Regions from separate parts of the Sus scrofa genome. Here region 2 is linked to region 1. The links are chromatin contacts, called in public promoter capture Hi-C maps. All regions are on one chromosome and are shown on one strand. The core of a region is the stretch at or near the end of the contact, and the rest is flanking DNA. Distances in the headings are between cores, read along the strand shown. Region 1 holds the start of SKIV2L2 (superkiller viralicidic activity 2-like 2). Region 2 holds the start of PLPP1 (phospholipid phosphatase 1).

Region 1 (5,782 bases), core at 1,076-3,575:
AAGTTAGGAAAAAAACACATGTTCACTTGGGTTTTAAAAATGAAATCAAGGAGTTCCCGTCGTGGTTCAGTGGTTAACGAATCCGACTAGTAACCATGAGGTTGCAGGTTCGCTCTCTGGCCTTGCTCAGTGGGTTAACGATCCGGCGTTGCCGTAAGCTGTGGTGTAGGTTGCAGACGCATCTCGGATCCCGAGTTGCTGTGGCTGTGGGCTTCGTCCGGTGGCTACAGCTCCAATTGGACCCCTAGCCTGGGAACCTTCATATGCCGCGGAAGTGGCCTGAGAAATGACAAAAAAAAAGAAATCAAGGAGTTCCCACCTTGGCGCAGCAGAAACGAACCCGACTAAGAACCATGAGTTGTAGGTTTAATCCCTGACCTTGCTAAGTGGGTTAAGGATCCGGTGTTGCGTGAGCTGTGGCGTAGGTCGCAGACGCGGCTCGGATCTGGCGTTACTGTGGCTCTGGCATAGGCCGGCAGCTGTAGCTCCGATTAGTGCCCTAGCCTGGGAACCTCCATATGCCGCTGGTGTGGCCCTAAAAAGACAAAAGACAGAGAGGAAAAAAAAGAAAGAAAGAAAAAGAAATCAAAACTCATCTGCTTGCTACTCAAGGCTCTTCATAACCCCAAACCGATTTATTTTCAGCCTTATATCTTGTAGTCCCTAAGCAAACACTCCTTCTAGCCCAATTTGTGCTACTAAAAAAGAAAAAAAAAAATCGTAATCAATAAAGAATCATTTCCTCAAACCCAGAATAGTATCTTGTATAGAAGGGTCTCTGGACATCACAAATAGGTATCTCGTTCCTGAAGTTGTGGATTTTTTTTTTTTTTTTTTTTGGTGCCATTTCTTGGGCCGCTCCCGCGGCATATGGAGGTTCCCAGGCTAGGGGTCCAATTGGAGCTGTAGCCACCGGCCTACAGCCACAGCAACGCGGGATCCAAGCTGCGTCTGCAACCTACACCACAGCTCACCGCAACGCCGGATCCTTAACCCACCGGGGGGGTGGGTCGAACCCGCAAACCTCATGGTTTCTAGTCAGATTCGTTAACCACTGAGCCACGACGGGAACTCCTCTTTCCTTAAGTTTTATTGCACTTAACTATATGTACAGCTCATTGTAGTTCAAGCTCCTACTAACTGTAAGGTATGTATCTGTTCTACCTCCTTACCTCGACTAAAAATTCCCTAAGAGCAAAATCATGTCTAACGTAGCATCTCTTAGGAATCTCCCTCAAGATCAAGAGTAAACTTTATTCATTATTAATGAGTTACCTTACTTTAATTCAAGCTTCGAGGACCAGTAAATTTTAATATTTTTCTTAATAAAATCCAAGAAAGCCAGCATTTGAGAATCTACCATGTGCTAAAAGCACCGTTAGGCGCTTTAAACATATCGCATTTAACCCTCACAAAACCCCTAGTGGTTGGCCCTATCATCTCATGATGAGCAAGAACATTACTAATTTCTCTCTTATGTTGTTATTTGCCCCTTCCGCTCCAAGTCAATCCAAGTCACATTATCGAAACTCCCTACCCCTTCACTCAATTCGTTTCTCGAATATTAAAGGCTCTGGGCCCAGTACTGTGCCGGTGCTAGGAGTACAGAAGCTAAGGAACAGCTTACAGCTTACCTGTCCTCACGACCCCACAGCGCAGACAGGTGTAGGTAGTCACGCCAACGCGGGGGTAAAGGAAATGCAGCGGAACGCTGTCTGCGGCCGCCCGGGAAGGCCAAAACCCGCGCCTCCCAAAACCAACTTTCCTCCCCCACTTCCAACATTTCTCTCAACCCCCTTCACTTCCCGACGCTGCTAACGTACACCCACTTTCTCGTGGTCTTCAAGAGTGTCCGATTTTCTTCCCTCAGCGCTGAGAGGGAAAAAAAGACATCTCGGACATCTTCCTTACCCGGCCTTTTCTGCAGACCCTGGTGGCCCCTTCCATTTCCCCTTCTCCTTCTCCTTGTCTTTTTTGGTTCCGGGCGCAGTGGTCGAGTCGTCCTCAAACACGCTGAAGAGCTCATCCCCGAAAGCGTCCGCCATCTTTCGGAGTTGTGAGACCAAATCTCGCTCTTACCCACGATGCCCCGCAACCGCGCCGACGGTGACGCCAAGGGAAGCCGCAACAGGGGCCCGTAGGAGACAAAATTAGTTGAGTCGCACAGCCCTCAAGGCTTCTTTTTTCCCTTTTGGACCTTTTTTCCCTCTTTGGACCTTTCTTTTCCTTTCCAACCACTAGCGGACGCGCATCTCCGAAGCTGAAGTGGCAGCGCGGCGGCGGTTCCCGGCCCGCAGCTGATCCCTAAAGGGGCGGAGAGGAGGCGGGACCTTGGGGAATCGGGCCAATTGAGAAGCAGCGGTCGTTCCGGCCGGAGGAGCCCGGATGGAGGACGCAAGGTGGCGGCGTGGGACTGGGGGAATGTGAACAAACCTTGGAGGCGGTGCGGGAGTGGTATCGGGATCAGACCAGAGCTGTGATTCTGCCACTGCTGCAACATGGGCGGCAAGAACAAGAAACACAAGGCTCCGGGTGCCGCGGCGGTCCGGGCCGCCGTGTCTGCTTCCAGAGCCAAATCCGCCGAGGCCGGAGCTGCGGTGGAGGCCCAAAACAAGAAGCCTGTGGCCAGACAGCCCCCCGCCGCTGCTGCCAGCAACAGGGAGCCCCGAGTAAAGCAAGGTATGAGCTGTCGGGCGCCAGGATCTGGCCCTAGGGGGAAGCCTTCGCACCTGGGCGAACCCTTGGTCTCAAAATTTCTGTCTTCCGCAGCCACAGTTGCTGGCTCCGTATCAGGCAGCCTTGTTTTAGATCAGTGTAAGCTGTTAGGGCCTCCAGAGTTCCGACGGTAGCGCCCCCCAACCTAACCTCCACTTTTTCTAATTCTGTGAACTAAGTAAAAATTGCATTAGCTCCCGTTTCATCAGCGATCAGTCTTGAGCCATCATCTAAACTAGCGACTCGCATGCAGAGAATACTGTCTGGAGTTATTAACCTCCTGGAGCCAGACCCATTTATTTACCTCCTCCTCAACCTCTTCAGCCACGATGTAGTGTTTCCACGTGCTATGTAAAAATCAGTACTTAATAAGAATTGCAGCACTTGCACACCGAATATGGATATAACCTGTTGTAAAATTATCAGCGATCTTTACCACAGCATTGCATTTTTGCTTATTGTGCCATTTGATTTGATAACTCAACTTGGAGATTGCCGGTTCTGGCTGCAGATCAGCAGGCCACTATTACAGCTGATTTCAAAAGATAAACAGTTATACACTATTTTGTTCTGCTTAGCTTGTCTTAGTTCTTATTGAAATGTTTAGCCAACAAATATTTATTTAAAACCTACTTTGTATCTGGCACGATGTTAGGGATGGGATGAGCAAAATAGGCAATCTCTCCCGGAGCTTGCCCGTCTAATGGCGGACACAGACCTGAAGTAATCGCACAGACATCGTTCTATAAGTGCCACAAAGAAAAGCTAAGTAAGAGAATTTAACAGGGTAACCCAGTTTTTACTGAGGAGGAGGAGGGATCATTCACGGTCTCTTTGAGAAAGTGACTGTTAAGCTAAGATCCAAAGGGTGAATAGGTGTAAACTCTATAAAGAAGGGGGGAAATAGTATTCCCGGCAGAGATAAGGAAAACGGTGTGCAGAGATCTTGAGTCAGAAAAGAGCATTGGCCTTTGAGATCTCAGAATGTAAGCATTGTCTAAGGAGAAGATGAGACTGAAGTAGGCAGGTAACAAACTTTCACCTAGAAGGTGGATAATAATCTGTGCTCTGCAATTTACTGTAACTTTTTAACTACAAAGTTATGCCTGCAATTACAGATACAAAAAATTTCTCCTTGTGTATTCTGCGGCGTTTTTATTCTGAGTCAGCCTCTTTCTGACTTCCTTTGTCTTTCCTGATATTCCTCTGAATTCTTTGAACTTTCTCATAGCCATTTATTGTATTCTTTGGTTTCCCATTCCCCCAGCCCCCAAAAGTGACCGTTACCGAAGTGTCATTCTGTGACAGTATGCTTTCCTCTTTACAGACCTTCTATGAGAGTTTATCTACTTCCATTACTTCTTCTGTCTTTTCCTTTGTAGATGACTCCTCAAGCAACATGTCCAATCCTGGTCTCTATTCCAAGCTCAAGTCAGCCATTTCTACATTTATTTGGACACTATTTTGCAAGCATCTCAAATTTAACATGGCTAATACTAAACTACACTTCCCAGCCCGCCCCCACCCCTACTCCCACCCCCAGTAGCTTCTCCTCTGACTTCTTTCTCTTTTTACATATTCCTCTTTATCCCATGTCAATAGTTATTTTTTTGTGCCTTTCTTTCTTTTCACATCCAATGTGTTGTCAAGCTCTGTGCAGTCTTTGCATATCTTACATGTATACCCTTTTCACTTTTGATTTATACTGCTCACACTTCAGTCAAGACACTCATGAATTTCTGGAGTACCAACACAGCCTTCTAAAGAGCTAGCTGTGCTTTTTTCCTCCTCCAGTCTGTCCCACATAAGGTGTCAGATTGATCTTTCAAAACCACTTCTTTTGGGAGAGGGAGTGGAATGGACTGGGAATTTGGGGTTAATAGATGCAAACTGTTGCCTTCTGTTGCCTTTGAAATGGATAAGCAATGAGATCCTGCTGTTTAGCACTGGAAACTATTTCTAGTCACTTATGATGGAGCATGATAATGTGAGAAAAAAGAATGTATACATGTATGTGTGACTGGGTCACCTTGCTATACAGTAGAAAATTGACAACACTGTAAACCAGCTATAATGGAAAAATTAAAGATCATTGTAAAATTATAAGAAATCGTTAAATTAAAAAAAAACACTTCTTTGATCATATCACTTCCCAGTCTTTTCTACATCATCCTCACTGACTTTGTGATAAGGTACAAAGCATTGAGCTAGTATCTAAGACCTCCTTTCTAGTCTTTTTACAGTTCCTATATTTAGCTATAGCAAATCTAGTATGTTTCACTGATCCCAATGCAGCTTTTGGCTTTCTGCTTTCTCATGCTTATTCTTGACCATTTTCTTTTATTGGCATACCATCCATCCCCAAGATTATCTACCAGAATTCTATAATAATCACCCCAGCTCTCAACTGTTTGAATTGTTCCTATGGATACATAGCTCATGCATCATTGTTGTTTGATTATTCTTTTTGATATTTAGATCTTGCCTGTGGCAATGGTATTTGATATCAGATCTTGCCTATGTGATGAATTATACATTTTACCTATCCTACAAAATTTTAGGAGGTAGGAACAGTTTCATGAGTACATATCCCTCAGTATCTACTCAAAGGCTATGAATAGGGTCATTCAAAAAATTTCTTGGGTCAGTGACAAGGAAAAATTCAGAGGAATTATTAAAACCAAGAAATCAAGAGAGAGAAAATGAGAGGTTATCTACCAAATTTGTGAGGAATTTTTTTGTAACCATAAATCAATATATATAGCAGTATACATAAAATGTTGCAACAAGATTTCTGCATAATTTTGCTTTCTTTTTCCTGTTTGGTTATTTTTATATTACATATAATAGGCCTATTTTTAAGAAAAAAATGGAAAAATACACACACAAAAAATCACCTCTGAACTCTATTTTCCCTAATGTAAATGTAATTGTTTTACTCTACTTCTATCCCTCTGTCTTTTCAAACAATTTGAAGGGTTGTCTTTTTGTCTTTTTTTTTTTCTGGGGCCCCACCTGCGGCATATGGAGGTTCCCAGGCTCGGGGTCCAGTCGGAGCTGTAGCCAC
Region 2 (5,782 bases), core at 2,268-4,767, 260 kb before region 1:
TAATAAAGTCTAGAGAGTTATGTGCATTGAAGTTGAATTAGAACATCTTCCTTTCTTTCTTTCTTTTGGGCCAAACCTGCAGCATATGGCGGTCCCCAGGCTAGGGGTCAAAGTGGAGCTGTAGCTGCCTGCCTATGCCACAGCCACTTCTGCAAACCACCCCGCAGCTCACAGAAACACCCGATCCTTCACCCACTGAGCAAGGCCAGGGATCAAATCTGAATCCTCATTGATAATAGTCAGGTTTGTAATCTGCTGAGCCACAACAGGAACTTGTAGAACACATTTCAACAACTTTCTGTGGTTCAGCCCCATTTTCCAACTTGATTACATTTGGCATATGTACCTCAAAAGTTTACATTTTGCCATCTCTCCCCGAATATACCCTCAGATACTGACTCAAATCCTCCCAATTAAATTGAACTCTTGTATACTAAACCTGGCTCTGCTTCTTTAGAAATCGGTTCCATTGATTTATTCAGCAGCAAGGGTTGTATGTTTCCCATTCACCAAGCATAGCTCTCATTTATGGGGCTGCACAGAATAATAGGAAAGGCTTCCTGCCGTGAGAAGCTCCTGGTTCCAGGTCTCTGATCCATGAGGGCCCTGGGTTTGGGTTTTGACTTTGACTCTTTGAACTTACAGTACTCACATTTCCTTTCCAAAGAGGAACTTGGTGTCCTTGCTGATGCAGAGCATGTGTATCTGCCAAATCCCTGTACGTGACCAGATATCCGGTCCCAACTTTCCATGGTCCTCCTTGTCTTGGAAGCCCAGCATGGCAGCCCTTTGCCTGGAGATTCCACTTGAGTTCAGAAGCTCTGTCCACATAGCAAAGGTTATATACCAGAGCCTTTGGGCCTATGGAGCTTCTAAGATGTTGCTTCTGTGGGATATCTGCCCCGTTTGTTTCCTCAGCCTGACTCCCACTGGACTGTGACGGAGTTCTAAGACCCCAGTATATCTGAGAGCTCGTCTGTGACAAATCAAAGTGGGAGCCCAAGGAAAACATTTAAGCGGTTTCCTCTCTGAAGCAGTCGGTGGGGCTCAACTGTCAGAGTGGTGCCTGGTGGCAGCAACCCTACCAGGTCCTTGGGAGCCCAGGTCTACCCAGTAAAAATTCCTGGGCCACCCCTGTTTTGTCACCTTCTGGCAAGAACTGGGGGTAGGGCTGGTTACTGTGAGGTGCTGTACAGAGGAAGTCGGGTAAGCACTGTGCACAGCCTCTGCCTAAGAGGCAGTCACACCTCCAGGGCATTCCTACCTGACATCTGCATGTGCAGCAGCATGGAGGACAGAAAAAAACATCCTTGCAACCCCACTGAACCTAAAAGGGAGGAGATAATCAGACATCTGAATTGTGGTGGACTCTTACAAAACGATTATCCTGGACTCTTCAAAAATACCAATGTCATATTTTTTTAAAAAAGCAAGGGACCTATTCTTGACGAAAAACTAGAGAGACATGACAGCTAAGTGCCAATGCATGATCCTTGATTGGAGCCAGACTGAAAAAATATATAGCCATAAAAGACATCATCAGAACTATTGTGTGCTTGTGTCTGGGTGTGTGTCTGCATGTATAGGAAGAGACAGAAAGAAAAACAAATGTGACAAAATGCTAACAATTAGTAAGCCTAGGTGAAGTATATATAGATCTTTTTAAAAAAAAATTTATTATAGTTGATTTACAATGTTCTGTCAATTTCTGCTGGACAGCAAAATGACCTAGTTATACATATATATACATTCTTTTTCTCACATTTGCCTCCATCATGTTCTATCACAAGTATATACGGCTCTTTTTTAAAAAAATGATTTTTATTTTTTCCATTATAGTTGCTTTTCAGTGTTCTGTCAATACATGACTCTTCATCATACTGTTTTCTCAACTTTGCAGTAGGGTTTAAATTTTTCAAAACAAGTTTAGAACTGTAGTGTGGTCTTGTGGGGGATGAATGGCAGTAAGAAGGAGAAGATGGCATGAACAGACTGGCAGGGACCAGGGGAGGCTTGGCAGTCCCAGTCAGCCCTGGACCAGGTCCCAGTCCCAGTGAAAAAGCAAGAACCAAAAAGACAAGGCAGGCAGACTGACCACAAACATAGGCAGGGAACCTACAGCTTAGTGCACACCTGGGTCAATCCCATCATCTGGGGGCCAGATGTGGTTGCAACAGGCAAATTCCAGACCCACTAATAAGCAAAGAACTCCCAATAATGCCACGTGTGGCCTGCGGAGGCTCAGGACTGGGAAATGCTGAATGAGCAAGTGCTTGGCCGTTGTTCCAGAGGCCAGACAGGATTGAAGCCAGCAGGAACCGACATGTCTGCCTGTTGTTGGCCGAGAAGCCCAAAAGCCCGAGGTTGGGGTGAGACCTCATTAGGAGACAGGGACCTAACTGGGTTATGTTTGCTCTTAACTGGTTGAATTTTGCTTTACCAGATTAAGTTACTGATTAAGCCCGCAGATGTCCCCCACACACACTTTCTTTTGTCTTCTATTCTCTATTTCGTAATTCTTTCTGGCTGTTGCTGTTCCTCTTTTGGTTTTATGCCATTATGATGTGTGGGAAACATTAGGAGACGTCTCTACAGCATCTTAAAATGCCTGAGTACAGAGATGAAAAAAAAAAAAAACCCAAAGCTACCAAAGCTAGTTTTGGACTCAGTACTGTAATGTGTCATTTCCAAAGGTCAGGGAGCTGAATGCTAAAGTGACCAAATTTCTAGGCCCTCTGGATTTGTCATCTTTTGGCATTTCCATGAGTTTTCTGGCCCCTATAGGAATTGCTGATTTCTCTTTCCCGACTCTCTTTTAATCCGAGCTGTCCTAAGCAGAGCTTCCTCAGTTCTGGACAGGACTAGCAGTTCAGCCCTCTCCTCTCTAAGGCTCCCGAGTTTTCTTCGCCTGTATGTGGAGATGTACAGTTCGGAAGGTCAGCCAGGGGTTGGTGTGACAGATCCAGCCAAGGGCCTTGCTCATTTTCCAGCATTCGGCTCAGAAACAAAGCAGCCACGACAAGTATTGCCAAGACCATGTGTTGGGAGCCAGGAGTAGATGAATCCCCGGTGTGAGTGAGGAAAACAGCCACTGAGTTTGCTATGCCTGTGATTAACATGCAGGATTCAGCTGGGAGAAGGCACCTCCTAAGAAACCTTAGCATTTACAGATGTGGATTCAAGCAAACCCCAGTGGTTTTCAATCTCAATCTCTTTCTCTCTTGTGCTCACTCTCCCTTTCCTTTAGCAGCAAATCCCTACTTTCAGGTATAGATTTTAGACAAGAAGCAACACACAAAAGAGAGAAGAACTCAGCCTAATTTTTGTGGGGGCTGCAGAATCTATGTGGCCCCTCCCGCAGTCACCCCAGGATAATTTCAGGGTAGTGTCTGGCCCCCGGGAATCCAGGGTTTGAAGACTGTTGCTTTGATCTGTTTTCCCCTCACACAGAGGGAATATGGCATCTTCTCGATCGTGACTCCTCGGGTGCTTCTCAAACAACACCTCTCCACCAGTCCCTGAACTGTTTTCATGCTTCAACACATACCAAGAAATTCATCAGGTAAGATTTGTTGTATTTCTTTTGTAAACGTTGGAAAGTGTTCTTCGATGGAAAATGAATCTAATGATAACTCATGATATCTCCCCAAAAAAGAGCATTGGCCTGAACTTCATGGATTTCATTCTCCTAGAAAAAAATGCAAGTGTGGTCACATGGTTTCATTTCCATGAGGCCAAGCAGCAGTATCATTCTCAATTCCTTCACGGGATGGGAGACCTCAGAGTGTGGCTCTCCTCACCAGGTCTATTGCTTTGGCTTTGTGTTAACATCTTGGATGGAACTGAACTTGCTTCATTTTTTGATTATTACACATTGTATTAGCTTTCTTTTCCTGCCATTGACTGCTAGTTACATCTATGATCTCAAACGTCATGGGATAGAAAACTGTGGGAAAGTTCATTTTTGAAGCAATGGAACGTTCCCAAATGTGAGAATAACACAGCAACCTATGATGGGAAAGGCCACTACATAGCTTTATTACATCAGTTATCACAATTGCAAAGACCCTTGGGATGGAAAAATTTTTATAAGATTACCAGTCATCCCAAAAGAACGAAGCGCTTTTAGTCATCCATTTTGAGTTTGTTTGGCTCACTCCTCAGCTACCTCGTTAGTTTTCATTTTATTTCACCAGTGGTTGGACTGTATTTCCCTAGGCCATGCCAGTCAGAAGGCTGTACACTCTAAGTATACAAATAGTGATGATCCTGTTTTTGTCCTTACCTCTGGTCTCCCATCAATGTCCCTTCTGAGAGCCCCCAAAGAGCATCTCACCTGGAAACACCAAAAAGTTTGGGACCACCTTGGGCTGCTACCACTGTCTTCCCCATCCTGTCCCTCTCCAGTGATGTCACCTGCCCAGTCCTGCCCTACCCTGGCAGCTGTGTGAAGGAGCCTCAAGGCTGCCTCCACTGTGCGCAGTCAGTAATTCCTCCAGGTACATTGCCACTGCCACCACCTCTGATACACCAGGGCTTTCGGTGTACCAGTGTGCAGATGAATGTTCTAGAGGTCATGAAGGGTGGGGACAAGATGGGAGAAAGTCTTCTCGCCCTTTCATGTAGCTGTATGAATGGAATGCTGAGGCAGGACTGCCTTTCATCCAGCATCTTGGAGTTTGTTGTTGTTGTTGTTGTTGTAAATGGAGATAAGGTTTGTTTTATAAGGTTGTTTTGAGAATTTTTTTATGGCCACACCCACAGCATATGGAAGTTGCCGGGCCAGGGGTTGAATCTGAGCGGGAGCTGCAGCAATGCTGGATCTTTAACCCACTGCACTGGGCCAGGGATTAAACATGCACCTCAGCAGCAACCTAAGCTGCCGCAGTTGAATTCTTAACCCACAGTGCCACAGCACAAACTCCATCTTGAAGTTTTTTTGGGTTTTTTTGGTCTTTTTGCCATTTCTTGGGCCGCTCCCACGGCATATGGAGGTTCCCAGGTTAGGGGTCGAATCAGAGCTATAGCCGCTGGCCTACACCAGAGCCACAGCAATGCAGGATCCGAGCTGCGTCTGCAACCTACACCACAGCTCATGGCAACGCCAGATCCTTAACCCACTGAGCAAGGCCAGGGATCAAACCCGGCACTTCATGGTTCCTAGTTGGATTCGTTAACCACTGAGCCACGACGAGAACTCCCATCTTGGAGTTTTTAAAGAGAGTAATCATCCTAGTCCATTCAGGTTGCTATAACAAATATCATAGACTAGATGGCTTATAAAAAACAGACATTTGTCATAGTCCTGGAGGCTGGAAATCTAAGGTCAGAGTATCATTGTGGTTGGATTCCGGGAGGGACCTCTTCTCTGTGGCAGACTGCTGACTTTTTGCTCTGTCCTCACATGGCACAAGGGGCTAGAGGACTGGTGGGGTGCCTTTGGTAAGGGCTTTAATCCCATTCATGAGGGCTCTGATTTTATGACCTAATCACCCCCAAGAGCCCAACCTCCTAATACCATCATGTTGGGCGTTAGGATTTCAACATACGAATTTTCAGAAGACACATTCAAACCACAGAAATCATGTTTTAGGATTTTATGCACAGGGCTTTTTCTTCTGGGACTCAGCCATGCATACATGGAGGCTAGATAAGGGTTTGGGGAGTCCTTTGTTTTCGGAACTATGCCTCGCACCAAATGTCTTAACAAGCTTTTCTGTTTCCATCTCTTTTCCTTTATATTAATTCTCTCTCTCAAGTTCATTCTTTCTCTCTTTCTTTT

Evidence for each region. Promoter capture Hi-C pulls out the DNA fragments that hold promoters and counts their contacts.
Region 2: a contact with region 1 is called in a promoter capture Hi-C map of liver, with 2.6 times the contacts expected there. The contact joins the promoter of PLPP1 here to the promoter of SKIV2L2 in region 1. A contact is called at or near these places in 1 of 5 promoter capture datasets (liver) and 1 of 2 datasets of contacts at active chromatin or transcription factors (skeletal muscle).

What each region holds. Positions count from the first base shown.
Region 1 is chr16:34,474,770-34,480,551 of Sscrofa11.1, reverse strand. SKIV2L2 (superkiller viralicidic activity 2-like 2) reads right to left here and starts at 2,325. Exons shown (of 27, transcript XM_003133964.6): 1 at 1,912-2,325. The coding sequence starts at 2,045. DHX29 (ATP-dependent RNA helicase DHX29) reads left to right here and starts at 2,319. Exons shown (of 27, transcript XM_013984775.2): 1 at 2,319-2,679. The coding sequence starts at 2,499.
Region 2 is chr16:34,739,259-34,745,040 of Sscrofa11.1, reverse strand. PLPP1 (phospholipid phosphatase 1) reads left to right here and starts at 3,517. Exons shown (of 6, transcript XM_013984779.2): 1 at 3,517-3,562. The coding sequence starts at 3,532. It overlaps SLC38A9 (sodium-coupled neutral amino acid transporter 9), which reads left to right. Exons shown (of 16, transcript XR_002339779.1): 14 at 3,451-3,562.